Linked DNA regions of Mus musculus: region 1 is linked to region 2. Evidence: chromatin contacts called from public HiChIP or PLAC-seq data. All regions are on one chromosome and are shown on one strand. The core of a region is the stretch at or near the end of the contact, and the rest is flanking DNA. Distances in the headings are between cores, read along the strand shown. Region 1 holds the start of Def6 (differentially expressed in FDCP 6). Region 2 has its middle 13 kb from the start of Scube3.

The links. HiChIP or PLAC-seq counts read pairs in DNA pulled down with a chosen protein or histone mark.
Region 1: a contact with region 2 is called in an H3K27ac HiChIP or PLAC-seq map of embryonic stem cells, with 6 read pairs. The contact joins the promoter of Def6 here to the enhancer-like site in region 2. A contact is called at or near these places in 1 of 484 Hi-C or Micro-C datasets (undifferentiated spermatogonia), 3 of 115 datasets of contacts at active chromatin or transcription factors (effector CD8 T cells, embryonic stem cells and pancreatic cancer cells) and 1 of 9 other capture datasets (adipose tissue).

The regions. Positions count from the first base shown.
Region 1 is chr17:28,205,661-28,210,189 of GRCm38.p6, forward strand. It overlaps Def6 (differentially expressed in FDCP 6), which reads left to right and starts at 2,118. Exons shown (of 11, transcript NM_027185.3): 1 at 2,118-2,278. The coding sequence starts at 2,183. It overlaps Zfp523 (zinc finger protein 523), which reads left to right. Exons shown (of 14, transcript NM_001357995.1): 14 at 1-226.
Region 2 is chr17:28,127,296-28,131,802 of GRCm38.p6, forward strand. No RefSeq gene overlaps it. Among named protein-coding and RNA genes, the nearest start is that of Scube3, 13 kb to the right of the region's middle. Within about 2 kb of position 2,181, at least 5 of the 459 cell types and tissues checked have an H3K27ac peak or open chromatin away from gene starts, as enhancers often do. A contact at or near this core is called in embryonic stem cells, where this site is marked.

The DNA.
Region 1 (4,529 bases), core at 868-3,367, 78 kb after region 2:
CACAGTCAGAATTAATTCCTCAGGGGCCTGTGGCTGGAGTGAAGGTGCCTCTTCGCTTGTCTGTGGCAGAGAGGCAAGCGAGTGGCCTGTACCCAGACTGCTGGGGACTGGGTTTCATTTGTTTTGTGGTTTGGGTTTTTAATCCTATTTTGATAATTTTTTTTCCTGCTCTGGGTGGTGGTGGCAAACGGGCGGATGAGTATTTAATAAAAGTTGCAAGTTTCCACCTGGGCTCCTCCATCATTTCAGTGCTGGTCCCTGGTGGCAGGGCTGGCCAAGCTCCAGCCTGCTTTCCTAGCCCTGCGTGGCCTCAGCGCCCACCCATGCAGCAGGTGGCTCTCCATGGGTCCAGGCAGGAAGAGGCCCTAAGAGAGGTGAGCTCTGGGACCCGCTGGTAGGCTTTTGCCCACACCTACGCCAAACAGGACCCGAGTGGCTGTGCTTCTTCCTGGGCTGTGGCTGAATCTGGGGTAATGCCCGGGCTGCCAGAATTCTGGGTCTTCTGCCTTGCCATCATTGAACAGAGCCTGGACCCTTCCTTCCCTGCCACCATCACTACATACAACCTCACCAGGGTTCCAGTGACTTCTTCCCAGTGCTAACATCCCGGCTCTGTAACCCAGTTAGGGGGCAGGATGTCTAAGTTCATGCCGTGAGACCCCAAAGACACAGGGGGACCCCGCTAAAGAACCCCCAAAAAGAACGTCAGAAGGCCAGAGCAGCCACAGCTGGACAGGTTCTGGCACCTCATGAAGAGCAGCTATAATGCTACCCACAGCTGTGTAGGAACACTGTGGGAACTGTGGGAGCCTCTCCCTCCCTCCTCGTCATCTCTCTGTATGATGCTCTCATGAGCCCCCAGCCCCTTCCTGCTGACAGAGCCAGGAAATCAGGGACCAAGTGCATAAGATTATCCTCTCCTGGGACACCTAAGGAAGCCCTCATTTGCTGTTGCTCAGCTGGGATCTTTTCTCTCCTCCTCCTCCTCTTCCTCTCCTCCTCCTCTTCTTCCTCCTCCTCTTCCTCCTCCTCTCTTCCTCTTCCCCCTCTCCTCCTCTTCTTCTTCCTCCTCTTCCTCCTCCTCCTCCTTCTTCCTCTCTCTCTCTCTCTTCCTCTCTCTCTCTCCCCTCCCTTCCTCCCTCCCCCCTTCTGGGCTTTTTTATAGTTTGTTTTTGAGACAGAACTGTTCTTCATAGCCTAGGTGGTCTCAAACTCATCCCAAGGTTTTAGAACTCCAAGTGAGGAGCAAGTGGAGGGGCTGGGTATATGCCCCTGTGAGTGAGTAGGTGGATGGGTGGAGCACAACTCCAGAATTAGCTTCCACTGACTTCATTGAAATTTAATGGCCACCATGATCTGTGTGGGCATTGCATCTGAAGAAGTGGAGGCTGCTGAAGAGGGCTCTGCCCATGGCCTGCCCTGCCCCTGACTGGATTTCTGACGTGAGCCCCACTGTCAAGGTCACCCTGTGTGCCTAAATACAGGCTCTGGTGTCTTGAAAGCCATCAAGTACAAAGTGGGCAGTATTCTGAAGTTTCTTTTAGAGCCAAGGCCCGGGGAGGGGGAAACAGCAAACCAAACTGCCAAGGCACCCTGTCGTGGAGAAGCGGAGAAGCAGCTGGCTCTGTCCTTCCTCCGCTGGGTTGCTTTTGCTTGGGTAGAACTCTGCACTGAGCTTCTGCTGGGTGGCTCTAAAGAAATATCCTGTCCCGGGCCTACAGGGCCTACAGTTTTCTTTCTGTCCAGTCTCAGGCACCCACACAGCTCTGTGAGGTAGGAACGTACTAAGAGTAGACTGTTGGGGCTAACTCATCCAATCGCTTCCACTTGGTAAGCTTGACTCCTGATCCTGTGTCCCTCCAAGTCTGGAAGGGCCTGCTTCCTCTCTCTAGAGCTACCACTGGGAGCCTGGGAAGATCCTGAGGCAAGCAGGCTTCTAAAGTGACTATCTGTGCTGAGGGAGCCAGGGCCCAAAGGAGGGCTCCAGCTCTGGGAGGGTCAGCCCTGGAAGCAGAGCGTGGCGAGAGCAGCTGGCTAGGCCCTGGAAGCAAGAGGGAACAGGCAGGTGGAGCTCTCGCTCCGCTCTGCACCAGGGCCTCTCTGCGGTCTGCAGCCGTTTGCATTTCCTGAAACCGGATCTTGGTGTCAGAGCCGCCCCTGGGCCGGGGCGGGCGCCTCAGCCATGGCCCTGCGCAAGGAGCTGCTCAAGTCTATCTGGTACGCCTTCACTGCACTGGACGTGGAGAAGAGCGGCAAGGTCTCCAAGTCCCAACTCAAGGTGAGTGGCATCCTTGGGGCTCAGGGGAGGCTGACTCAACGTGCCAGCTCCCACCCCAGAGAGTCAGCCACGGAAGCCTTTGCTACTGGCAGACACCTTGCCATCCAGCAGCCCTGGCCCCGGGTGGAGCGCTGACGGGGCCACAAAGGCAGCGTAGCTCAGTGGATGCTCCCCAGAGGGCTCATGCCACCAGAAGCCACTGTCTAGAACCAAGTACCCTGACTGGACAGACAGTAGAGGTGGCATCACGAGGTTCCGAGATTGAGTAGCCAGGCCCCTTCCCGGGCTCCTTGTGGGTTCCCCAGCGTCATGCTTGGGCACGTACCCTGCTCCTCCCTGTGGCTTCCTCATGGCTTTGAAGAAAAACAGTTAGTGCTTGCCCTTGGCTCTGAGAGCCTCCTCCATTTGCAAAGCAAGCTGGCGACTTGAAGCAAGCGGTAATGTGGGCCACCTATCAGCGCAGGAACAGAACAGGTTGGGAGATTTATCTTATAAGACCTCGGGCTGAGGGTGTCGGGGAAGCCGGGTCTGAGAAAACCTCTTCCGTGACCACACACACACACACACACACACACACACACACTCTACTCACCCCCATCATCTTAAAACCATTAGGCCTGGACAGTTCCAAGGAGCGGAAGGAGCTCTCTCCTTCCTGGGTAGGTGTCTTCTTCCCAGGGGAGAATGTAGGAGAAACCAGCAGAAGTCTAGGCTGCTGGAGCCAGGGAGTGTTGGGCCAAGTGTCAGAGTAGCCTCAACCCTGCTAGGGATCCAGTCACTCTCTGTAAATACTTTACCTGGAGCACCACAGGAGGCTGTGTCTGCCTCCCACTCGCCCCTCAAGATCTGGGTATTTACAATTTCCACTGTTCACAACCATGATAGGAACCCTGGGAGGCAGATGGCACAGAACAGGCATGGCCCACCTCTGTCTCAACTCCGACATTGCTGAAGCTGGGTCCTATGAACTTAGAAGCTCTAGCCAGCTCCATCTACCCAGCTGAGCTGGCTTTCTGAGCATCTAATGACTAAGGTTCTACTGCCCCAGGAAAGAGAGTCCAGTACCACCTCTGGTTCCCTAGAGAGGCAAGGTTAGCCCTTCCCATGTCTGCCCAGCTCTCGTCACCGAGTTGAGTTCTGCCCAGAAAGAAAAACAGGTCATCCAGACACCAATCCTGTAGAAACTGTGCCCCCCCCCCCCACACACACACCTTCCCCCAAACCCTGTCTCTTTAGTACTCCACCACATGGCTTCTTGCTCCCAAGATACTATGTTCCATCTCTGTGACTTCTGACCCCTCTCCAGGCTCTCTGTGTGCCTTGTGTGCATAGTGTGCAGCCCTTGGTGTCATCAGTTAGAAAGGCCTCCCAATTAGAGCCCCCCCCCCCGTTAGCTTCTGACCAGCCCCTTCCTGCCCCACTCCCACTCCCCAATGCCCACAGGTTGGGAATTTCTGGGGAAGAACCTCTGAGCGCATATACCCTTAAACTGTGCTCCTCCCTGCTCGAATCGAGCCCTCTTGTAGTGACATCTCTGGCCAGAAACAGTAAATGTCACTCACATCTGCCTCACAGGAAACCTGTCCACTCTCAAACTAACACTGAGAGTTTTGGGGCCATGTGAATGAGAGGCAGAAATGTCAGGACCCTTGCATGTGAGGGAAGGGTCCCCCCCCCCCAACCTGGGCCAATGTGGTGGATGCTGGGCCGGGAGGGAAGTAATGACATTGCTGGAGGTGGGGAGAGTCAGAGAGGAGGAATGGAGAAGTGGTCAGAAGGTGGAGGAAGAAGCAGAGGACAGAGATAGGCTAGCAGGGTACACCCAGTCTCCTGTGGATGTAGGGGGTGAGGGCTCGGGCTTAGCTGGTTTTAAGAATATGGTTCACAGCCTTGGTGGCCTCTGATGGGGACAGGCAGGAAACTGTATAACCCCCCCAACCCCAGATCACACTGAGTCTGAGTTGCCTCTTCTCCCCTCCGAATGCTTATGGAGGGCTGCTTTGGTTGGCCTGGTGCATCCTGGGGGGGGCCAGAGGGGGAGGGGGAGGGGCTGGGCTGAGAAAAGCCCAGGTGGGACACACCTGGATGTGGTGGCACACCTGTGATCCCAGGACTTGAGGTTGAAGCACGACACTCCAGGGATTGTCTCAAAAAAAAAAAAAAAAAAAAAAAAGAAAAGAAAAGAAAAAAGAAGAAGGAGAAGAAGAAGGAGGAGGAGGAGGAGAAAGAAGGAGGAGAAGGAGAAAGAAGG
Region 2 (4,507 bases), core at 931-3,430:
GAGGCAGGCAGATTTTTTAGTTTGAGGCCAGCCTGGTCTACAAAGTGAGTTCCAGGACAGCCAGGGCTACACAGAGAAACCCTGTCTCAAAAACAAACAAACAAATAAACAAAAAAGTCTCACAACAGGGGGCTAGAGATATGGCTCAGTGGATAAGAACACTGACTGCTCTTCCGAAGGTCCTGAGTTCAAATCCCAGCACCCACATGGTGGCTCACAGCCACTCATAATGAGATCTGATGCTCTCTTCTGGTGTGTCTGAAGACAGCTACAGCATACTTTATAAATCTTTTTTTTTTAAAGACAGTAGTAAAATTGCAGTTACACAATAGCAATGAAAATAATCTTATGCTTGGGAGGAGGGGCTCACCACAGCATGAGCAACTGTATTCAAGGGTCGCAGCATTAGGAAGGTTGATACAACCGATTCAAGTGTTTACACTGTGTCTTGTCACACTTAGACTTCTCCAGCAGACTGGCAGTTTTGGCAGCTCATGGTGTCCTCTTCCTTGACCTCACTGTTCCATGGCTAAGCACCTTCTCTAAGATTAAAGAACAAGAGGCTGGAAGCATTTCCTCAGGAAACCCTGACCGTTGTCCCCTCCATCCAAAGACCTACACGAGACCTCGTCTTCAACATCATGGACGATGCCGCTTTGCATTATTTTATTGGAGTCTCTCCCTTTTGTGCTTGTTATGGGAGTACCTAGATCTTTGTTTCTTGTTCTACATTTTTACTATAATGTGTCTTGATTCCTGGGCATGGCCAATCCAAGGACTCCTTTCTTTCTTCTTTCTTCTTTCTTCTTTCTTTCTTTCTTTCTTTCTTTCTTTCTTTCTTTCTTTCTTTCTTTCTTTCTTTCTTTCTTTCTTTCTTTCTTTCCAAAGATTGCCAACTGGGGATCGAGTATTCATCTGTCCCCAAGACTTGTAGGAGCCATCTCATTCAAACCAGCACGAATGCCCCACCTTTTCTGAGCTCCAGTCTTAGCCTGACATGAGCTGAAGGAGAACCTGACCTTCCTGGGAGCGGAGTGTTGAATTTACATCCAATCACAGGCTGGGAAGGACCTTGGACTCCTGACCACCCTGCTTCAACTGCCCAGTGCTGGGATTTCAGGGCTGTCACCCAAGTTCACAAGGTGCTGGAGATGCCAACACATACAGCCAGACAAGCTTAGCCATATCCCCTCCCCCCTCAGCTATATCCCCCCACCCTCCAACCCCCAGGAGCTTTTCAGTCAGTTTGCAGAGTCTGCTATCTGCTTTAGTCAAACAACCTTCCACACTGTGTTAGTTATCCTGACAACAATCACTGGATGACCCATAGTTGAAGGCTGGAGACCTAATGAGCCCACCTTCAAGAAGGACTTGGCTAGGTTGCACTGGAATCACCCCCGGGGGCTTCACACACACACACACACACACACACACACACACACACACACACACACGCTACAGCCTGTCAATCAGCCCACTAACAGGTATAGGTGAAAGGGACTCAATGGCCACAATTTCAGGCTAGTTTGTGGCCAAGGCCCAAAGGTCCAAGATCTCCAGGAGCCAGGTTGCTGCTGTCTCTTTGAGTGGATGGGATGCATGCTGGCATCTGCAAGTGGAGGTCTGAGAAATCCTGACTCCTCGACTCCAGTGACGAGGTGGTCGGTAATCCCAGCACCCTGTAGCCGGAGGCAGGAGGGTCAGGAAGTCTGGAGCAACCTTGCCTGCATAGCGAGTTTTAGGCTATCCTGGGCTACGGGACACCCCCCACCCCCGAAAAAATAAAAACAAAAAGAACAAAAGAAGAAAGAGGGAACTTGAAGACCACTGGGGATAAACACAGGCATGGAGGCTATTCATCAAATGGGACTGAAGAGAGATGAAACATACCACAGGCCTCCATGCCTCCCACGTATCAACTACACAAATCCCAGAGATCAATTCGGGGCCAAAAAATTCCCCCTCCTAGAGATTTAAAAAAAAAAAAAAAAAAACCCAAACCTTCCATTGTCATCCCACCAAGGGGCCCCAGTGCAGCCCTGGGTGGTTACAGTTGCTAATTATTATTATTGTTACCGCTTGCAAGAATACATTCATTGTCTCCAGAGCTCAGACCGTGGCCCAGGCATGACCTCATTCCTCCCCTGAACAAGGCAGGTATGCTAACTGTTCTCCAAAGGAGGCCACAGTGGCCCACTGAGGTGTGCGCCTTGGGCAAGGCCACACATTGAGGGGAAGAGAGGATGGAGTCAGGCCCTGCTTCTCTGGGCTCCTTCTCTGTCGCCTTAGTCTACTGATTTCCTCTGTGGTCATGGAGCTGGTTTAATGGATCCTAGGCAATCAGACTGACGAAGATGATCAGCTTAAGGTGCGGAGAGACAGTGAGGCATGGTGAACAGGTACTGTGTGGCTGCAGCGCTCCAAGTACCTCCTGTTTCCTGCTCTGAGCTCTCTGCTTTCCCTTAGGTGACTGCCACAGTCCCAACTCCCTTCCCAAGAAGCCTTTCTTTCTCTGAGTGTACGGTACATGCATGTGGAGGCCAGGGGTACAGTGTCAGGGTTTCTCAGTGTAGCCCTGGCTGTCCTGGAACTCAAGCTGTAGACCAGGCTGGCTTTGAACTCACAGAGATCTGCCCGCCTCTGCCTTTGTCTCCCGAGGGCTGAGATTAAAGGCGTGTACCACCATCACTTGGCTGTTGTTATGTCTAACATGGATTCTGGGGAATTAAACTCCGCCCCTATGCTCTGTGGAAGCATGGAGCCACCTACCTAGTCTGACCCCTTCCTCTCTCTCCCCTACTCCCTTTCCCCTTCTCTCTTTATTGTTTTTGAAGCAGTCTGATGTAGCTAAGGCTGGCCCAGGACTCATAGCCCAGCCTCCCAAATATTAGGATGATGACACCTTCAGCTTTCCTTCCAAGCCCCCAAGGGCCTTTTGGAGTTTTTGCCACAACTCAAAGAAGGTGGGGCTGTCCGAGCTGAGGAGGGCTCTTTCCCACCTGCCCAGCACCTTCCCTGTCTGACCTCCCAGCAGGTCACACAGATGCTGAGGATACAGGTCCTGAGGGAGTGTTGTGTCCTGTGCTCCCAGCAAGCTTATGACTGTCCCATGAGCACCAGGAGCCATCACTCTCTGCCAGGCAGCTAGACCAACCTAGAGGTAAGGGCTATGGTCTAGCCTTCCCCCCAGCCCCTCCCCCTGAACACCCTTGAGCCACACTGACAATGGGAAGTCTGTGAATGGAGAAATGGCTCCAAGAAGGAAAGCAAGATATCTTCTTAGGAGTCTGCTTGGCGGAGCAGAGGGTGAAGGTGGGAGGGGCGTGGCCTTCTGTACATTAATTATGCATGTTTGATCTTCACTAGGGGTGACTAGGTAATGGAATTTTACAGAACACTACAGAAAATGTCACTTGGGAAAACAGACACTAGGGGCAAAGGTTTGTAAATGATTGGGGCAGAGGCATGTGCCCACGTATGTAAATGACTTACAAGGGTCAGTATATTTCCATTTTTAACAAAGATGTGAAGCCCTTAAATGGAAGCAACCTGGGCTCTTCTATGGGGAAGCCACAAGCTGAAACAAGGTGGCCATGTTGGCTCACAACTGTGATCTCCACAAGTGAGGGTGGAGGCAGGGTCGGGTTCAAGGTTATCAGCATAACAAATTTAGGATACAGGAGACCCGTGTCAAAATAAAAGCCAGAGGGTTGGGCTGAAACACCTAAGCAGGTGAAAGCCTCTCTCTTAACTTCAAGTCCCCTTTTTAGTTTGTTTGAGACAAATTCCCTCTGTGTAGTTCTGGCTGTCCTGGAACTCACTCTGTAGACCAGGCTGGCCTCGAACTCAAAGATCCACCTGCCTCTCTCTCTGGAGTGCTGGCTCATTGGGTAAAGCACTCATCACTAAGCTCAACTCCTGAAAGCTGTTCTCTGACCTCACACTCCCCACACACCCAATGTGCACACTCTCACCATCCACACACTGTGCACACACTCACTCTGCACACAACCACATGCACATGTCCACTGTACACACAGTCACTGTGCACACACCCACTGTGCACATACCCACCACCCACACACTCACTGTACACACACTGACTGTGCACATACCCACTGTGCACACACCCACTGTGCACATACCCAGCTCTTGAGGCCAGTGTCCCAGGTACTCCCTGTTAGCCAGGAGCATCTGATGTTGATAATGGGCCCCAACAGTGCCAAGGAATCTGTTCTTCCATGAACAGGAGCTGCAGCCACACAAGCATGGGAAGGATCCCTGGTCTCATTAACGGTTACAGTGTATGTGAGGTTAACTTCCAAGGCCTGTGAAAGCAGAGGCTGGGCTGAGGAAGCTATGGCTCTCTGTGGGCTCCCCAGCCCAGCAGGACATCCTGGCTTCATGGAGAGGAGCCTCAGGGCTAATTCTTCCTTACCAGAATGTGTAAGACAGGGACACAGCTGACTTAGCTCACATCGAGGCCTCTCACAGGGACACTGAGAGG